Regions from separate parts of the Mus musculus genome. Here regions 1, 2, 3, 5 and 6 are each linked to region 4. Evidence: chromatin contacts called from public capture Hi-C and promoter capture Hi-C data. All regions are on one chromosome and are shown on one strand. The core of a region is the stretch at or near the end of the contact, and the rest is flanking DNA. Distances in the headings are between cores, read along the strand shown.

Region 1 (2,821 bases), core at 159-2,658, 2.6 Mb before region 4:
GTTACGCGTCTGAGGACCCAAGTTCCTTTGCCATTCTGTCTCAAACTTAAGAGTAGCTTGCCACAAATACCAAGGTGGCATCAATTGGCCAAGTGTCACATTCTCTGATAATTATGAGGCAGGACTGTATCATTTCTGTATATTATTTGATCAGGCTCCCACAGTCTATCTTTTATCTTCACCAAACCTAGACTGTATGTAGCCTGAGCTCTTGCCTAAATCTGGGACAAAGTGAACTCAAGTGCTATTTTAATTCCATTCATTCTCCGTGGCTGCATCAGGGCCTGGGGCTCTACCTCCTGACAAACATTTGGTCTCTAGAAGGCTTCTGAAGTTAGGCAAGTCTGAAAATTGAAGGAGGCCCATGTATCCTTCACTCATCTGACATCAAGGCAGAAAATAAGCCCAGGCTTGCAACCTACCCAATTAAGTTCTCGATTCCTCAGTCCTTGCTCAGCTGTTCCAAGATAGTTTACACCAGAACAACAACTGTATTTTATTCACAGCACTTCAATTAGTGAGTTGTATGAATAAGGACTGACAAAGGGAGAAAATTATGTTGACTGACAGGTAAAACGTAACTAGAAAAGCTACCATTGCTGAGCCAGCTTTTGGTGGCGGTAGGTAGTTCTAGTATAAAGTATGCTCTTTTCCGGTGTCTGTGCGTCGGCGACATGGTCAGACAAATATTACTTGGGTTCGAGTCCTCTGCCAGGGACCTGCTATGTGACGCGGGCAAATTGGCTCCCCGAACTCCCCACTTCCAACCCGCAAAAGTGGAATGCCGACCTTCCCAGTTTGACCGGCTGTCTCGGAGAAACCATTATGAAAGGAGGCCGGATCGTGCGCATGAACACGGCCAACTGGTTTTCTGCTTTCGTCTCAAACGCGTTTGTAAGCGATTTTTCAAAGTCGGGTCCGCCTGGCAAACTGGTTTTCAAAAGCTACTTTCCCGCTAAGATCTGTCCCGCTCGGACCGCGCCTCCTGTTTCCCCATCAAAAGACTATAGTCTGTGCGTGCATCGCCCATCTTCCCTTGTCTCCAGAAGGCCACCAATGGCCCCACCCTGGACCGCCCACCCGGGCCGAGCCCACCTCCCACTGGCCCGGCACGTTTGTTTTTGTTTTGCCGGCCGCGCGGGCCGGGCGAGGGGCGCGCCCTGTCCAGCGTTCTCCCAGAGGCCGCGGCTCCTCGCAGCGGGCCGGCCCCGCCTCGGCTGGCGCCGCCCACGGGGACGACGCGGGCGGAGACAGGCCCGGGCAGGCGCGGCTTCCCCGCGGCTTCCCGCCCGCGCCCTCGCCCTCGCCCTCGCCCTTGCCCGCCGCCGCCGCCACCGCCGCCCCGGTTCCCCACTGACGCCCGCGGCCCGCGAGCCTCGCGGACGTGACGCCGCGGGCGGAAGTGACGTTTTCCCGCGGTTGGCCCGGGCGCTCGGTTGCCGGGCGCGTCCGGTTTTCCTCGGGGGACGTTCCCATTATTTTTGTAACGGGAGTCGGGTGAGGACGGGGCGTGCCCGGCGTGCGCGCGCGCCCGCCCGCCTCCCCGCGCGCCTCCCTCGGCTGCTCGCGCCGGCCCGCGCTGCGCGTCATGCCGCCCAAAGCCCCGCGCAGAGCCGCGGCCGCCGAGCCCCCGCCACCGCCGCCGCCGCCGCCTCGGGAGGACGACCCCGCGCAGGACAGCGGCCCCGAAGAGCTGCCCCTGGCCAGGTGAGGAGCGCGGCCGCCGCGGGCCGGAGAGAAGGGAAGGGAAGGGAGCGGGGACGCCGGGTGCATCCCGGCGGGGACGCCGGGCGGGCGCATCTCGGCGGGGCCGGGCTGGCGGTAGGAGCGGCGCCCCGGGTCTCCGGGGTCCCCTTGGTCCCCCATCTCTGCGGGGGTGGCGGCGGCGCGCTGACACGGTCCCGGGCTCGCGGGCGACGGGGAGGGCATCCCGAAGGGGTCTGGGCTGCGGCTTGACAGGTGTCGGGCGGGTGGGGCTCCTGCTCCCGAGCGAAGTGACAGGTGCAGGCTCTACTCCAGCGACGCCCAGGCGCGGAGCCGGCGGGTCCCGGAGAGCCCCGGTCAGATGCAAAAACAATTGAAATAAATATTTAAAAAAAGAAAAAAAAAACTCGACCGGTGTTTGTTTTCTTTCTTCCTCCCTTTTTTCTCCGTGGAGATCCGAAGCACCCCCGGGGTGGGTTGACTTTCTCTTTTGCAGTCGTCCTGCGATGCAACAGTTGGGAGCCTTGCCCTCTCTGAGCTTGCGCTGCATCGGCAGCTTGGTCCTGGGAGAGGCCAAGAAAAGCCTTGTAGGCAAAGCGCAGGGTCGTGGGTGTCAATTGCTCACGGGGTCCTCAGCTCCCGGGCTTTGTGGGGGTTTCTTTAGAACAATGCTTTGAGGCCCGGGGGGATTTAAAGCCATCTGTGGAGACTGATGGAGCAGAACTCTTAGAAGAACTGGTATGTGGGCAAAAGTTTCAGGAGACATTTAAATGCAAGGGCTTGGAAGTTTCTAAACTTTGTTCCCCTTTTTTTTCAGGGTAGAACTCTTCTTGCGTGCTGATTGGCCCGCAGCATGCTTCATTATTTCTTGCCTTTTGCCTTTGAGCATTCACGGATTCTGGTGCCTCCCCCTCCCTTTTTTCTTTTTTGGTCTTGTGTTTGGTACTGTGTTCTCTCAAAGAACTTTTCTCTCCATTTATTAAGTGGAATCTAAACTTAAGTTCATGTGGATCCAATAAGAACAACAGAGAGATATTTATTGTATTTCAACATTTTTTTTCTTGACTGTGCTACTGTGTGATTAAGTAACAGAAATTGAAACAATATGATTGTTGTT
Region 2 (3,102 bases), core at 160-2,659, 2.3 Mb before region 4:
ATATCAGTAAAAGGTTGAATTAACAAACTGTCTTAAGTTATTATTGATGGGACTTTTTATTTTTTCCTGAAGTTCTATTTTATAGTCTTACCTTGTTTTTGTCTTATTTTTTTGACTAGCACAATGACAAGATAAATTTGTTTGGGGGGATTACTTCTGAAAAAGAAAACTATATTAGTATGTCTGAGCTCCCAACTGGCACATACTCCTGGTTCTAGTCGCCAGAGTCAGCTGTATATATCAGTGTCATCTCCTTCAATTACAGGAACTGAGCTGGGAAGAAAACCCTTGCCTTCCATGTGGTCAGGTGGTAATTTTACAATAATGAAGTAGTTAAAACCTTTGTTCCTGGAGCTGGTCTGCTCTGCATCCTAGGACTCGGGGGAGATTTGCTTTCAAGTCTATCTGTTCATCTCCCCACTGCTGCAAAACTGCCCTCTACGCTGCCCTCATAATAAATGATGATTATGATTATTAATTCTAATAGCCCCAACAACATTAGGTGGTGCAATGCAGCGGTGATTAGCCTGAGACGTTTAATGAGCATGCTTCTCCTTAGCGTATCCTGAAGTGTCTCTTGGTTCAATGTTATCTTGTTGTTTCTACTTATTTGTCCCCTGAAATACCCAGCCTGTTACTGCCTCTGAAATCACACAGGAAGACTCTCTCCCTGGGTTCCCTTCCAGTGTCTGGAGCATTGTGGTGGCTCCGTAAAGTGCGGTTCCCCTTTGGATGCTGTTCTCTTCAAGTGGATGCAGGGCCTTCACAGTGTAAGACAGTCACCTCATCAGCCAGGATTCACTTGGTGAACTGTGTCGAATTTTAAGTGTAATGATGACTCGAAAGAGTAACCATGACTGTCCTGGTTTATTCCTTTCTTGAAGACTTTGAAATCCAACCTTAAATGGTGCTGTTGGTTTTTTGTTTTGTTTTGTTTTTGTAGATTCCATTGTTTATGGTAACATTTAACCTAAAAATATGTAAAAATCACTATAAATACACAGTCATGATTTTATTTTCAGGTTATTGTTACTGTGTGTCTCAGATCTCGAGCCAGATTAACATCCAAATCTATGGATTTACAGACTCTTTAAGCAGCAATTGGACCACAGCTACTCTGATGTTTTTGACATCACGAGACAGAGTTAAAGAACTTGCAGGAAATGTATCTAGACAGACACTGACCTCGGTGCCCAGCCAGCCAGTGTTCGTGGAAATGGCCTCAGACCTCTGGGACATAACTGTGCTGTTCTAAGCAAACCCTCTCTGATGGTGATAAGCTAGAAAGTTACCCACTGCAAGCAGAGTTTGGGTTAATCGGCATCTTCTTGCTGAGTGTTATCCATGCAGAAAAGGCAGTGCGTGCTGATGGGAGATCTAGCACGTTATCTGCAGGAAGCACTGAGCTCCGAGGAGGAAACCTCAGACTCCTCACCCTCGAGATGTGAGAAGAGGATGTAGGAACAGAAGTACTTATTCAGACGTGTGGCTTCCTGTTCAGGTGGCCTGAGAGATTGCAGGTGTGGTTTCCGTTCTATTAGTTAATAAATGAATAAATAAATAAATAAATAAATACGGATTGGTATATGAAATTTCTGAAATTCCTGTCTGTTCTAACGATCCCCAGGTTCCAGATCCACAGTTGAGCAAGACGTATTCATGCCTTTAGTCTCTGTTCATTTATCAATTCTATTCTTCGGTGTGTGTGTGTGTGTGTGTGTATGTGTGTGTGCGCGCGCGCGTACATGGAGGTGGCCAAAGGACCACCATTGGCTTTGTCCTCCTTTTTATTTGAGATAGGGTCTCTGAATGGCCTGGAACTCACTAAGTAGGCTGGGCTTCCTGGCCACTGAACTCCAGAGATCTGCCCTCCACCTCCAGCACTATGGACCACCAAGCCAATGTTTTCCCCTTCTTAAATATGGGTTCTGGGGATCTAAGTCAGCTTTCTCTTTTGTACTTTTGACTGACTGAGCTGTCTCTTCAGCTTTGTATCAGATTGCTTTGTATCTAAACTGGAATTGCTTTAATTGCTTAAAGGTAATTATCATATTTAAATACAAGCGTTTAAACTGGTAAGAAGTATAGCCAAAGGAACCTTAACATCGGGCCAAGTAAACTTTCTTTAATTAAAACAAAACAAAACAAGAAACCTTCTTGTATTTGTTTCATTAGTCATCCTTGCTTGCCTTGCTATGCTTTTAATAAGCTGCGTGACTCACCAAGAAGCCGAGCAATACACACTGTTTGCTTTTGGGTCTCTTGAAACAAAGGTGCTGGTGAGGAGCTCTGATACACAGTTGCAGGTCCTGGACAGAAACGGAAAACCAACTCAGGGCTGCAAAGGCAGAAAGACATTTAGCCCACAGTATTTTATTCAGAAATAAAGACTGATAAATGAATGTTTCCCCTTTACTTGGGTCACAGGCAGTAACAACTCATGAAAAAAAAAATCCTGCTATCACAGCAAACAGTGATAATGAGAGCATGGGAAATTGCATATTCCAATTTTAAAAGATCATCTTTCCTTGTCTTTGTTTTACTTCCTCTTTGGGTTCCTGACCTGCTCTATTATGACAAGGGTAAGAGGCCCTTTGAGATGCTTTATAAATACTGACTCTGCAGCTTGCATTTGCGGGTTACTTTACCCCAGCCCCTATTTAGGCGAAAGAAATTGAAAACAAATTGTGCAATGCAAGCTTTTCTTAGAAGTGTGCTCTGTAAGAGAAAAAGGAGAACCTTTTAAAGAAGGTCCCACAAGAGGAACTAACAAATGTATCACAGTGTAACAAGGCCGTCATTACTCAAATTATAATGACTTCACACTATTTTCTATTTTTCTCCACATAATTAATTGACACTTGCATTATGAAGGTATGTGTAATTGCTGAGTATGGAATGGTAAAGTGTGTTAGGTGTGGCAGGGTACCCTGCAATTCCAGCACGTGGGAGGCTGAGGCAAGAGGATTGTCACCTGAAGACCAGCCTAGTCTAATTAGTGAGATAACTAGAGAGACACAGGGAAAGGGGGAGGGGCAGTGATGGCAGCAATTTCAGACTATCATAACTAAGAAAGTAACCCAATTTCTACAATGATATTTA
Region 3 (2,844 bases), core at 180-2,679, 2.8 Mb before region 4:
AGCCATCTCTCCAGCCCCCGCCCCCCAAGATACATTCTTAATGCTATGGTAAAAGAGAAAGAGCTGAAATAAAGACAATTTATCAAGCATCCCATAGATGCAAAGGCATCTCTCTTAAAGGAATTTTCAAATAGATTAAAAACTATTAGAATAAAATCCTATTTGTTCACTAAATCCTTATCCTCTTAAAACTTGGCAGCATTATTTAAGGAAGGGAGGGGGCTAAATCTATCCACCTATGATGTGTCTAGTTACTTCAAAACATAACCAAAACTCTATCTTAGAAAGCTAATCCCGCTCTTGAAGTTTTAAGGTACTAACACTGAGGGCCAATTTGTTTGGGGCTTGTTGTTGTTTAATTGGTTTGTCTTTGTTATTTAGTGACAAGCCTTGGCTGGCCTTGAACTATGTATGTAAAAGATGACCTTGAATATCTCATTCTCTTGCCTCCACCTTAAGTGCTAAGGTTACAAGGATGCTGGGGATAGAACCCAGGACTTCCTACATGCCAGGCAGGCCCTCTACCAAATAAACTGCATTCCCAGTACCCACTTTTTGTGTTTGAATGCTGTAGAACAGACACAACAAGCACACAGCTTCAGAAATGGACCCTTGTGGAACTAAACCTCAGTTCTGTCTCAGACTGCTATGTCTCCTAGGCCAAAGTACTTCTCTGAGCCATCATCAGATCGTCATCAATGGTTACTGGCCTTAATGACAACCCCTGTGCTGTTGACAAGCCTAATGACCTTAGGACAACATCTGACACTCCCTAAATGTCGAGAAACAAAGCAGCAAAATAGGTACTAGAGTCTGTCCAGAAGTGAAATCCTCTAAAAGATTTACTCTCCCATCTAATCCTTACTCTCCCATCTAATCAGCTGGGAAACTGAAGAACTCGTTATCAGTACTCACTACCAGGACTGACTGATAGATCAGCTCTGCTGGTGTTCCTAAGTCCTTCCCACCTACGACAGTTTGCTGGACCTCAAAGTACACTTGAAGGGCATCCCCTTACCCAAAGGGGGTCCGGAAGCGTTGGCCCCGGGCAAGGACAGCCCCCGTCCCCTCTGGGATCGCTCCGGCAGGCTCCCGCAGGTGAGGCCGACTGCCAGGCCGCCCTGCCGGGCCTCCAGCGGCCGGGGGACGGAGCCGAGCCCAGCTGCCCCGAGCGCCAGCTCGCAGCCCTGGCCCGCAGCCTCTGTGCAGAGCAGGGCATCCCGGCCGTGCCAGCGCCGCTGAGAGCCCCGGAGCTGGGCCGCGCCCCTGAGCCTTGCCCGCCGACCCCCGCGGCCAAAGCGAACAGGGCGAGCTTACCTGGGCGGCGGCTCGCAGCGTAGTCTGCGGCCGGTGGCTCCTCAGGGCGGCCGCGGCCAACTGCCGGCCGTAGAACATGGACGCCGCCATTTCTGAGTCCGACCCGTCCCCTGGGCACCGCGCAGGCGCAGAGACGCAGTTGCTCTCGGGGCGCTCCCGGCCCGAGACAAGGACAATCCTCGGGGGCGGGGCCTCGCGTTAACCCCGTCGCTGCCGGAGGAGCCGGGTTTGGCAGGCACAAAGCAAACTTTGGCCTTCAGAACTTTGACCTCAGTGACATGTGGACAAGGGGCCATCAGAACGCTTCCTAGAGAACTGTGACGCTGCTACTTCAGTCTTCTTACCTTCTCTGAGCCCTAGTGGCCTCACAAGTGAAATGGGGTTACTTAGGGAAAGCGAATGTATGCGTTGAGCCTTTAGGATACAATAGATACTAAAATAAAACATAACACAAAATAATAAAGACAGTGCCACTGATACTCAAAAGACTGTTACTCACTAGTTACTGAAGCCGCCCATACTGAAAACACTCCTAACAAAGTGTTTGAGAGAGCTAGAGAGATGGCTTAGTAGTTTGGAGCTGGTACGGCTGTGGCACTCAGCTGAATTCCCAGCCTCATGTCAGACAGCTCACCACTGCGTATGGGCTCTGAAACTCTCTTCTGGCCTCCCTGGGCACCAGCACACACGTGCACATACATATATCCAACAATGCATACATATTAAAAGAAAAGAAAAGAAAATACTATCACATTTGAACTGAAAAAGATGGGGTAACCCAGGACCCAGAAAGACCTATTACATGTTCTCTCAAATTTAAATATGCTATCTTTAAATTTTTATATGTATGTATTTATGTGTGAGCAAGGATTAGAGGCCAGAAACTATAGAGGGCCCCATGAGAAGACACAATAATATGTTTGTGTGAAGGCACAGTAACTAATAAGACTCATGTAAGAAGGAACAGGGCGGTGAGGGAAAGAAGGAAGGGATCAACCAAAACTACTATAAAAATGGTGTAAGAAAGCCTATGAGTTGTAAGAAAGCCTATGAGTTGTATGCTAACTTTAAAATATACCCACCCCAAGGCATGCCTGATAGTTTATGCCTGCAATCCCATCCCAATGGAAGCTACAATGAGAAGTTAAAGAACTCCAGACTACTCTACAACTCACAGGGGGGGGGGAGATACCCCACTAGCCGTGAAACCCATCAGCAGCATCCTTTCATGGAGGGGGTAATGGTCTCATGAGGCCTCCCCCCTCCTTGAGGATTGGTTGAAAGTTAATGGTTGGCATTGGAGTGCATTCATTCAGTGGCGTAGCCTGTGTTCCTGTAAGCAAGCCAAATGAAACGTGTTCAGCCATCAAAGAAGAGACAGGAAAGTGAAGCCTGCAGAATTAAGAAACAAAAGTCGAAAATGGGTGAATATGATCGAAATGAACTAAATACTGGGGCTAGAAAGGCAGCTGTTCCACAGTTAAGAGCCACAGCTGCTCTTCCAGAACGTTCCAGTATGATCCCCAG
Region 4 (3,198 bases), core at 330-2,829:
AGCACCAGAACCCACCCCAAGGCTCTCTGACATTCGCTTTCAGTGCACACCCAGCCAGCTGGTTCTGGGTGCACTTCAAACTGGGCTCCCTTAAGGAAGAACTCCCCTAAAAAAGAGTTTTGGTTCTTCTACCACCTGTCCACAGGAAGTATCTAAGTAACATCGCCCTCCCCTGGTGGCCGCCCTCCCCTGGGCCACTTTGTACCCCTCACCGGGAAAGCCAACAGGCAGATGGCCTGTATCCAGTCACTGCGCTCTGCCGAGGGGGCTGCCAGTAGGTACAGGCGCTCCTTGGTCTCCAGGATGAAGGCACTGGTGTCCCGGGGGCTGCTGGCCTCACTGCCTACCTCTGCTACCCGTAAGCAGTCACTGAGGCGGACAACCTTCCGAGTGGCCTCTCCTCGCCGTGTCTTCTCGGGGACATCCTGGAGCTCTAGTCTGGCTAGGGCACAGCCAGACTCTCCATATAACACGGCTGCGAACCGGCGCCACTTCTGAGCCCAGGTATGCCACGTAGAGGCCAAGTGGGAACCATCGGAGATGGAGAGATGGTCATGAAAGGGGAGAAGAGGAACTGTGGGAGAGGTAGAGGGGCTGGGGCAGCCACACAGGATGGGGAGAATGGCAAACATCACAGCCAGTCAGAGAGGCCCGAGAAGACAACAGAGACCATGGAATGACAGAGCTGACCAAGATCCGCAGGCTAGCCAAAGGCCACAGTAAATGTCCAATGGATGCAGAGTCCAGGAAGATGACAGGCCCATCAGCCAGGTAGTGGGAACAAAAGTCACTGAGCCCAGAGATGAACAGTGAGGGGAGAGTAGCCTAGACCAGGGACAAGTCTTCATTTCATAGGAAGGTTCTGGCTCCAAAATTTCCCACCTCCTCTCCTTTTTTGTCTCACTGATTAAGGAGTTGGACCATGAGAGACAAACAAAGAAACAGAGACCTAGACAGGGTGAGGTGGGTGTTGGGGTAAGCACAGCTGGGTAACAGCAGGAGGCAGAAGAGCTTCCCCTTCAAAGAGGCTAGGGAAGGAAGAGGTTGGAACACCCTGGGGCCACAGCTCAGTAGCAGTCAAAGGTGAGAGGGACCTCTGCTGTCATCCCAAACTGACTGGCCCCCAACTCTTCCTTCCGTACCCGCCCAAGGTACCCCCAAATTCAATACTGAGCAAGGGAACAAAAAGAGAGAGAGATAATGTCAGAATCTGCTTCCTCCCCCACAAGCAAGGACAAACAGCCCTCAGCAAAGAGCGATCCAGAGCCTGGTTTAGAAGGCAAGGCACGTTGAGAAGGCAGACATCTTCCCCAAGTAGTGTTCTTGTCTAAACTGGTGGAGCACATGGTCTCATAAGGGTCAGGGATATTAAGACACCCTTCTACCCGGGATAGTAACAGGGCCCTCCCCCAAGCTGCTCCGCCCAGCGAGAGCCCAGCCTTACTCTTACCTTGCCAAAGGTCTGCTGCTGCTGAAGATGCAGGAAGCCCTGCTTCACAGCTGGCTCCTCCATCCTGACCATCGCAGCTTCAGCTCCCCACTGCCATTGCCTCTGCCCTCTCTCTTCTCTCTTCTGGGCCTGTTCCCCCTTCTCTCTAGTTCATTTCCTCTCTGACTAGAGTTTTTCTACACTATTCTAGTCTGCTTGATGACGACAGGCTGATAGGCCCTGTGGTTTCTTGCTCTGTGTGCGCCTTTTTTTTTTTTTAAGTGCACTTCACGAGCAAGCTTCCTTCCTGCATTTCCAGTGAGTAACATGCAATTTCCAAAAAAAGCCAAATTTCACACTTCTGCAGAAGCTGGTGTGAAGGACTGAGCCATAAGAACAAAGAGACCCCAAAATCAAGTTGTTCAAGAAAGTCCGGGGTGAGGGCTCTACATTCAGGCAGGATGCTGAGTGTGTCAGGGCTGGAAAAGCCCTTTGGAATCAATCACCATAACCTACTCATTGAAAAGAGAAAACTGGGGCTGGAGAGGTGGCTCAGCGGTTAAGAGCACTGACTGCTCCTCCAGAGGTCCTGAGTTCAAATCCCAGCAACCACATGGTGGCTCTGTAATGGGGTCTGATGACCTCTTCTGATGTTCCTGAACGGAGCAATGTACACGTACTCATATGCATAAAATAAGTAAATAAATCTTGAAAGAAAGAAAAAAGAAAGAAAGAGAGAAAGAAAGAGAGAAAAAAAGAAAAGAAAAGAAAAGTAAAGAAAAGAAAAGAAAAAAAAAGAAAAGGAGATAGAGATGGTCTGAAGGGCCTATAAGGCTAACACCCAGAACCCAAGTCTCCCAGCTCAAGCAAAGATGAGCCATATACTGGGTAAATTACAGATAGATAAAACATGTGTGTGTGTGTGTGTGTGTGTGCACGCACACACACACAACACGCACCAGTCCCATTGTATGAAAGTATTTCCTGCCTGCCAAAAACACATACAATACACAAGTCTGTGGTGAATCTAGCAATAAGAACAACATACAATACACAAGTCTGTGGTGAATCTAGAAATAAGAACATTCTCTCTAGAAAAAGATTTCCTCCCCAAGTCTAACTCAGCTGTTGGCTTCCTTCCTCACTTGGGTTCAAGTGGGACTTACCTTAAACTGTGGGAACTTCAGAACTTCCAATTCTTCTATGCGTGCCAAGCCTGGTGTAGCACTGGTGGAGACAGAGCGACATGTAGCCCCTGGTGTGAGCCTCCACAAGTGTCAATGGCTGCTGTGAGAGGGAGACTTGTTTGTGTAGTGCATATTTTCACTCTGAGGAATGTCCTCTGTTTCAATGTTAATGACTCCATGCTAATCAGAGACAGCGTGAGTCCAGGAAGCGAAAGTGAGGCCTGGAGGCAAAGGTGAGGTGGCTATGTCTCCAGAAAAATGGTAAATGCTGAGACTTTCAGGACAGCCCTTGAGGCTATGGGAAAGAACTCTAAATACATGAGTTCAGTATATATATATATATAGTTTCTCAACTATGCAAAATATAGGGATGCGATATGAATTACAAGGAATGAATTCATGAATCTAAAGGAATAAAGGCAGCCACACTATGAGTCAGCTTATCAGGCAGATTCCTGAGCTCCAGGTCAGCCTAGGACAGAGGGAGGTTAGGCCCAGGTGTGGTCAGGGCAGTGTCTCACCTAACTCTCTTATTGTCTGTTCTTAACAAAGGTCTGTCTAGACCTCTGAATTCTTTTGCAA
Region 5 (2,851 bases), core at 69-2,568, 2.4 Mb before region 4:
GTAAAGAAAGGCAAAAAGGCGGCTGGAAGCCTAGCTTCAACTCAGGCGGAAGTTCCATCGCCGCCAAGAAGGGGCATCGGGAAAAGTTTTTCACCTCTAAACTCCTCCACTTCCGGCCTCAGCAACGCCCAAAGGACTGAAAACCCTTAGGACAGCCAGGCCTTCCCAGCCATCCCTCCACTTCGGGGACCAAAGGCCTAAAGCGTGTGCCGCCATGGGGTCGGCGAGGCGGCTGCGGGCGGGAAAGAGCGGAAAGTCCTGGAAACGTCACCGCTAGCTCGCGCCGCGTGCACGGGAGGGTTGGAGACACCAGGGGCAGGGGTTCCCCCAACTGGAAGCGGGAACCCCACAGCCGTGGCCTCGGGGCGACGCACAAAACGGACCCCGGGCTGGGCCTGCGCGCATGCGCACCGCTACGCGGTCCCAGGGCCCGGGAAGGGACGTGAACCCAGAGCTACCCCAGCGACCTGGTCCACGGGCTCGCGCGTGCGCGCCGGGCCCCGGCCCGGGTGGGTTGGCGCTGCGCCCTGCCCCCGCAGCGGCTGCGCACCGGGCCGGGCGCAGGGTGAGGCCTCCGCCTGGCCTTCGCCCCCGGGACTCGCCCGCCCACCCGCGCCTGCCGCCCACACGCAGGCTTACCTCCGCGCCGCGCGTCCTTTCCGCTCCCCGGCAGCGGGGACTGCTCGCCCGGGGCCAAGAACAGCAGACACTTGGCGCCTCCCCCTGAAGCGGCCCGGCCTGGCGGGCTGAGCTCGAGTTCAGCCGTGCGGGGAGGAGGGGGCCGCGGGAGCGAGAAGAGAAACCAGAGGAGGAGGAGAGAGTTCAAGGGAGCGAGGGAAGGGGAAGGGGACAAAGAGAAGGGAGGGGGCTGCGCGCTGCGCCCCGCCTCCCTCCTCGGCCGGGATCGGCGACCCTGGCCTCTCTGGGGACCCTGTGCTGGACCCCGCTTTCTAGCTTAGTGCCCCGATTTCGGGGAAGCTGTGTCTCTCTGGTTTTAGGTCTTACATTCAAAGGCGCTGGTTTTCCTGCTTGCTGCGAAATAAGAGGCTAATTGCATTCTGTGCGCGCTAGTCCAGTCTTAGCAACTCCATCCAGGAGGCCCACCTCATTGTCTCTTGTTTGAGGGCCCAGAGAGCTGTCCGACTTTAAAATGAAGGAAATCCTGTCACCTGGGACGATCTGGAATGAACCTGGAGGATGTTAAGCAAAGTAGACATACAGCACAAATACTTACGGATCTCATTAAGGAGCACTGAAAAAGTCAAGTCGCACCAACAGAAAGTAGAGAGGTGGTTACTGGGACTAGGGAGAAGGGAGCCTGTGGGGCTAGTGATCAAATTTCAGTTAGGAGGAGCAAGCTCAGAAAGAAGGCTGCTATGCTACATAGTGGCTACAGTTATGAGCAGTGTGCACTAGAAAGTCCTAAGAGAAGAGATAATGTTATGGCTTTGAAACAGGGGCTCTGTATTAGCCCAAGTTAGCCTCAAACATCGTAGCCTCCATCCCTCCTCCTCTTGCTTGATCTTTGCCCTCACATTATATACATACATTAAAACATTGTGCTATATATAATAAATATATACACATATATATGTATGTGTTTATATATATATATATATACACACACATCAGTTTAGGGGAAGACAATGGAGATTTGGGTAATTTGCCTTGGGCCATATGATTAGAGATGACTCAAATCCATCTCTTCATTCCACAGGGCTTCTTTTACCTCTTGACCATGTGGTTTCTTTCCAAATGACTTTAAAAAGTGGGTCAGATAATGAAGGCCTTAGCAGTGTAACTGCAAGCTGGGTCACAGGATCCACAAAGGGCTTTTTGGAAGAGGCGGGCTTGATCCCCTCTTTGTCTTGAGCAAGTTCACGGTTCCTGAGGCTGAAAGTTCAGCTTAGGCTAAACAACAGTCTGTGAACTTATTATAACAATGGGCTGGGCTTAAAGAGAAAAGAAAATGAAGTTAGGACTAGATGTGGAAGGCCAGAAAAAAGTGTGAGGTTGGTGTGTCACGTAATAATTTATGGGCCCAAAATCTTTGCCTTTAAAATAGAGCATTTTACTGTTTAATATCTCACAAAGCATGTTGATAAAACCTGACAAAGATGACATATTGTTTTAATCCTAAATAAAATGTCATCAAATAGGATCCAACAACAAATACCATGATCAATGCAGGGATTGTTTCAGTGGTATAAATATGTTACAATGTAAGAAAGTTAGTCTTATAAGTAAGTCAAAGAAGTAGGCATGTTTTGGTTAGCCATTTAAAGTGATAGAGAATTCAACAGTCCTTTTGTTCAAAGTAAGTGGCTATATTCACTCAATAATAAACCTCTTAAGAGTATATCTAAGCCCGGGGTGGTGGCACACGCACGCCTTTAATCTCAGCACTCGGGAGGCAGAGGCAGGTGGATTTCTGAGTTCGAGGCCAGCCTGGTCTACAAAGTGAGCTCCAGGACAGCCAGGGCTACACAGAGAAACCCTGTCTCAAAAATCCAAAACGAAGAAACAAACAAAACGAACAAACAAGAGTATATCTAAGAAGTACAGGGATACAGTTGCTGCATCCCCATGGTACCCTGGATGGCATATGATGACGATGGACCAAGAGACCTGAAATTGAAGCAGTTGCTTTAGGTGACGCAATTATACACACAAAAAGTATTTTGAGACCAAATGGCTAAAACTGACATTGAACTCTTCGTACCAACCAATCCCTCAGATACGGTTGTAGGCATGCACCATCATAGATAACCCCGTTTCATTTTTTGATGAGTTCAATTCAGAGGCGTTTATGGATGTCTGTCCTAGAAGGCAGAGTTGTCACGGAGCTAGG
Region 6 (3,039 bases), core at 149-2,648, 2.1 Mb before region 4:
CTCTAGTCTTTTAATTCCCAAGTGGTAATTACTGTGAGACAGCTCTTAGCCACCTTCAGAAAAATCTGCCTGTACAGTCACAAGATACGGTATGCAAACCAAACCAAACCATCAAACAACAAAAGCAAGCGAATCTTGGAATGTTCTCCGTTAAATGCCAGCCGCAGATTGAACCATCTGTAGCTCTCGTGCTTCAAACTCCTCCTCCATTCCTATCCCAGGGTGTTTTGTTTACGGCCCACCCTCCCTTTACCTTTTGTCCTGCAAACCCAGAAGTCATCTTCTGCTCCTTACAGATTGGCAATGGCCACACCAAAGGTCAGGGTCCATTGTTGAGAGAGGAAGTACGACAAGCATACTAGCCTCAGCTAACATCTATTGAGCCCCTTTTCTGGGACTTGTTAGATACTGATAAAACTTCCCAACAATTCTCTGAGATAGGATTATTCCATTTGAAGATAAAGATGCAAAATCTCGAAGAGGTAAGCAGCTCACCGCGGGGCAGGGGGAGTGGATGGGGTGGGGTGAGTGGGGTGGGTCATATCAAATCGCAATTCAAAGCCAATCTGATTATCAGTTCCCTAACCGTAAAATGTTCAAGGAGCGGTGTGTTTACTGTTTCCGGTACCGCCGTCCTTTTTCTTTTCTTCATATTATTCACTCTTGTTGGCCCGTGCTGCTAATGTTATAGTTAATTTACGCAAACACAGAAGGTAATATGCCAAAGCTACTTTCATCAAGGCTTTCATCAGCCAATGGCTATCTAGGGATTAGACAAAGGTACCCGCCCCTTGTTTTGGGTGCTCAGATCTAGGCCAGGTATTTTCAGGGTTTCGGACGCTTATTTAAAGAACTGAAAAGAAGGGCTCACAGAGACGTGCAAGCAGTAGCATCGGTTAGAAAAGAAGGCATTTTGAACATTGATATCAGACCACGTGTTGTGGGTTCTCAAGGTACTCGCATTGCATTGTGGGATCTAAAGGAAGGAGAGACTGGTTACTAAGCGGAGCAGTTTGGGTGGTTCTCAATTTTGACTGATAGGTTATGTCACATAGCTACTCCTTTTTCCTACTGTGCGTGTCTTTTCCTATAGTGCATCTCATTTTTAAAATCGTGTGAACACCCGAATAAGCACAGGCCTAGGATGGTAAATAATCTTGGGGATTCATTTTGAGGACAGTTTTCCTTACTGCACAAGTATCCCACGCCAATTCCAGCCAGACTGGCCTTTCCGGCCTATCTTATACTAAGATACACGGGTAATGTACTCTAATAGACACTATCTACATTGGATTGTAGTTAGGAAAGAAGAAACCTCCCCTCTCCCCGGAGGGGTGTACATGTAGCTCAATGTGCATGGGCGTGGGAGGTAAGGAGTCGGGGGTGGAGAGGCTGGGATTTCTAGTTGCATTTGTTCGGAGAGAGCTGTGTGTGCCTAGTATATGCAGGTAAAGAAGCTAGGCAATCCGGTGCATCATTAAAAGAGGGACACATACAAGCCCAATTCTGGCAGAGTCCCAGGTTGCTAAGGTGGTTCCTGGGCTAGCCTCCCTGCTTTGAGCCAATTCCCTGTGGCTTTCTTTGATGAATACCCTCAGGCAGGACTCAACCTCTGCTCTGCACAAAGAGGCTCTGGGCTTGCCAAAGTGGCTTGAATGGTGTTTACTTGCAAATACAGTCATTTTACATGACAGTCATATCGTGACATCGTAGGGTTGCACACCCGCTGTCTGTTTTCAACCAACAAAAACAGCCTCATCTAACACATTCATATGCATGTTTATGAAATCTTTTGCTCTGAGACTCAAGTCCCAAGAGATTTTTTTTGAATAAATACTAGAGAGCTGGGTGCTGTGGAATAAATTCATTAAACTTAATAACCCTTAATTGGTAGACATGTAGGAGAAAGCTCTGTGTGCCTGATACAAGCATGTTCCTGAGAGAGAGAGAGAGAGAGAGAGAGAGAGAGAGAGAGAGAGAGAGAGCAGGATATTGCTATTAGGGAAATACATCTAATCAATACAGCTTGCCTGGATACAACTCAGGCTGGTGGGTAAAGGCAAGCACTGGTCTCTGCTGGGTCTGCTTTGAAAGCAGTGGCCTCATTCTGACCCTGATGTTAATCTTTTTCTCATTTAACCAAGAGTTATGCTGCTTGTCACTTGCCACATATAGCCACTAATGTAGAAAACTGAAGAATTTGCTTTGTTATGAGGAAAACCCTTATCACTAAGCAAGTTTCTAGGATTTATATCAGAAAATAAAATCTCCTCTGAACACATAATAGAAGCTAGTCATTTGGCATGCCAATATCCCTATATTAAATTATATTAGAGTCTTTATTTTTCAAGGAGTATTAGGTCAAGCTGTCTTATCAAAATCTAATTGAGTGAAAAGTTCTTTCTATCTGCCAGGAACCGAGAGTATGTTTCCCATTGGCATAAAACCGGTGCCTCTGAGGTGAACCTTCAGAGCTCACGTAATAGTGGCCTCCATTTTGGATGGCACACACTCAGACTGCATAAATCTCAGGCTAGAAAACACCCCGGTGAACTATCACGGTTTTGCTAGCCTTCACTAACTGGATAATAGAGCTATAATTTAGTCTGAAGTGTGTATGGGGAGGATCCATGCTGGGAATGTGAGCCTCAGAGGGTGCAGCCATCATGCCACTAATAGGAAGCCACACTCCTGTCAGCAAAATCCTCTCAAGTGGAGAGCTTCCTTCAGGATACACTGTGCTGAGAGTTAAAAAGAAAAAAAAAGTTTGTAAGAAAAGGAAGCAAATGTCAAACAGATAGCAGATTTATTTTCAGAGTTATGTAATACACACACACACACACACACACACACACACACACACACACACAAAGGCCTGCCACAGTGCAGAGTTGTCATGGTTACCTGATCTCTTATCAAACAGGAGAATCAAGCAGGGGAGGGAAACCTGGAAAATAGAGTAACCAGAGAGGCCTGAATCTTCAGAGAGCTCTTCTCCAACTGGGCTTGTTTGTGAGTGCTTAAAATAGGAGACACTTT

Evidence for each region. Promoter capture Hi-C pulls out the DNA fragments that hold promoters and counts their contacts. Capture Hi-C pulls out chosen DNA fragments and counts their contacts.
Region 1: a contact with region 4 is called in a promoter capture Hi-C map of hippocampal neurons, with 10 times the contacts expected there. The contact joins the promoter of Rb1 here to the promoter of Dok2 in region 4. A contact is called at or near these places in 3 of 39 promoter capture datasets (embryonic stem cells, hippocampal neurons and pre-B cells), 1 of 484 Hi-C or Micro-C datasets (muscle stem cells), 2 of 115 datasets of contacts at active chromatin or transcription factors (astrocytes and large pre-B cells) and 2 of 9 other capture datasets (adipose tissue and liver).
Region 2: a promoter capture Hi-C map of pre-B cells shows a contact between it and region 4, with 6 times the contacts expected there. The contact joins the enhancer-like site here to the promoter of Dok2 in region 4. A contact is called at or near these places in 3 of 39 promoter capture datasets (embryonic stem cells, hippocampal neurons and pre-B cells), 1 of 484 Hi-C or Micro-C datasets (CD4 T cells) and 3 of 115 datasets of contacts at active chromatin or transcription factors (embryonic limb bud, embryonic stem cells and pro-B cells).
Region 3: a contact with region 4 is called in a capture Hi-C map of embryonic stem cells, with 8 times the contacts expected there. The contact joins the promoter of Sucla2 here to the promoter of Dok2 in region 4. A contact is called at or near these places in 1 of 39 promoter capture datasets (pre-B cells), 2 of 484 Hi-C or Micro-C datasets (CD4 T cells and muscle stem cells), 3 of 115 datasets of contacts at active chromatin or transcription factors (astrocytes, embryonic stem cells and extraembryonic endoderm stem cells) and 3 of 9 other capture datasets (adipose tissue, embryonic stem cells and liver).
Region 5: a promoter capture Hi-C map of adipose tissue shows a contact between it and region 4, with 4 times the contacts expected there. The contact joins the promoter of Rcbtb2 here to the promoter of Dok2 in region 4. A contact is called at or near these places in 1 of 39 promoter capture datasets (embryonic stem cells), 2 of 484 Hi-C or Micro-C datasets (CD4 T cells and embryonic stem cells), 3 of 115 datasets of contacts at active chromatin or transcription factors (astrocytes, epiblast stem cells and large pre-B cells) and 1 of 9 other capture datasets (adipose tissue).
Region 6: a contact with region 4 is called in a promoter capture Hi-C map of embryonic stem cells, with 5 times the contacts expected there. The contact joins the enhancer-like site here to the promoter of Dok2 in region 4. A contact is called at or near these places in 2 of 39 promoter capture datasets (both in embryonic stem cells), 3 of 115 datasets of contacts at active chromatin or transcription factors (astrocytes and embryonic stem cells) and 1 of 9 other capture datasets (embryonic stem cells).

The regions. Positions count from the first base shown.
Region 1 is chr14:73,324,409-73,327,229 of GRCm38.p6, reverse strand. It overlaps Rb1 (RB transcriptional corepressor 1), which reads left to right and starts at 1,408. Exons shown (of 27, transcript NM_009029.3): 1 at 1,408-1,707. The coding sequence starts at 1,589.
Region 2 is chr14:73,122,253-73,125,354 of GRCm38.p6, reverse strand. No RefSeq gene overlaps it. Among named protein-coding and RNA genes, the nearest start is that of Rcbtb2, 19 kb to the left of the region's middle. Within about 2 kb of position 1,409, at least 146 of the 459 cell types and tissues checked have an H3K27ac peak or open chromatin away from gene starts, as enhancers often do. A contact at or near this core is called in pre-B cells and pro-B cells, where this site is marked.
Region 3 is chr14:73,551,371-73,554,214 of GRCm38.p6, reverse strand. Sucla2 (succinate-Coenzyme A ligase, ADP-forming, beta subunit) reads right to left here and starts at 1,429. Exons shown (of 11, transcript NM_011506.4): 1 at 1,318-1,429. The coding sequence starts at 1,407.
Region 4 is chr14:70,772,762-70,775,959 of GRCm38.p6, reverse strand. It overlaps Dok2 (docking protein 2), which reads right to left and starts at 1,579. Exons shown (of 5, transcript NM_010071.2): 1 at 1,451-1,579; 2 at 213-494. The coding sequence starts at 1,522.
Region 5 is chr14:73,140,977-73,143,827 of GRCm38.p6, reverse strand. Rcbtb2 (regulator of chromosome condensation (RCC1) and BTB (POZ) domain containing protein 2) reads right to left here and starts at 1,318. Exons shown (of 15, transcript NM_001170694.1): 1 at 1,235-1,318.
Region 6 is chr14:72,844,795-72,847,833 of GRCm38.p6, reverse strand. The region is part of intron 1 of Gm4606 (NADH dehydrogenase [ubiquinone] 1 alpha subcomplex assembly factor 4); the gene reads left to right. Among named protein-coding and RNA genes, the nearest start is that of Gm41206, 5.6 kb to the left of the region's middle. Within about 2 kb of position 1,398, at least 26 of the 459 cell types and tissues checked have an H3K27ac peak or open chromatin away from gene starts, as enhancers often do. A contact at or near this core is called in embryonic stem cells, where this site is marked.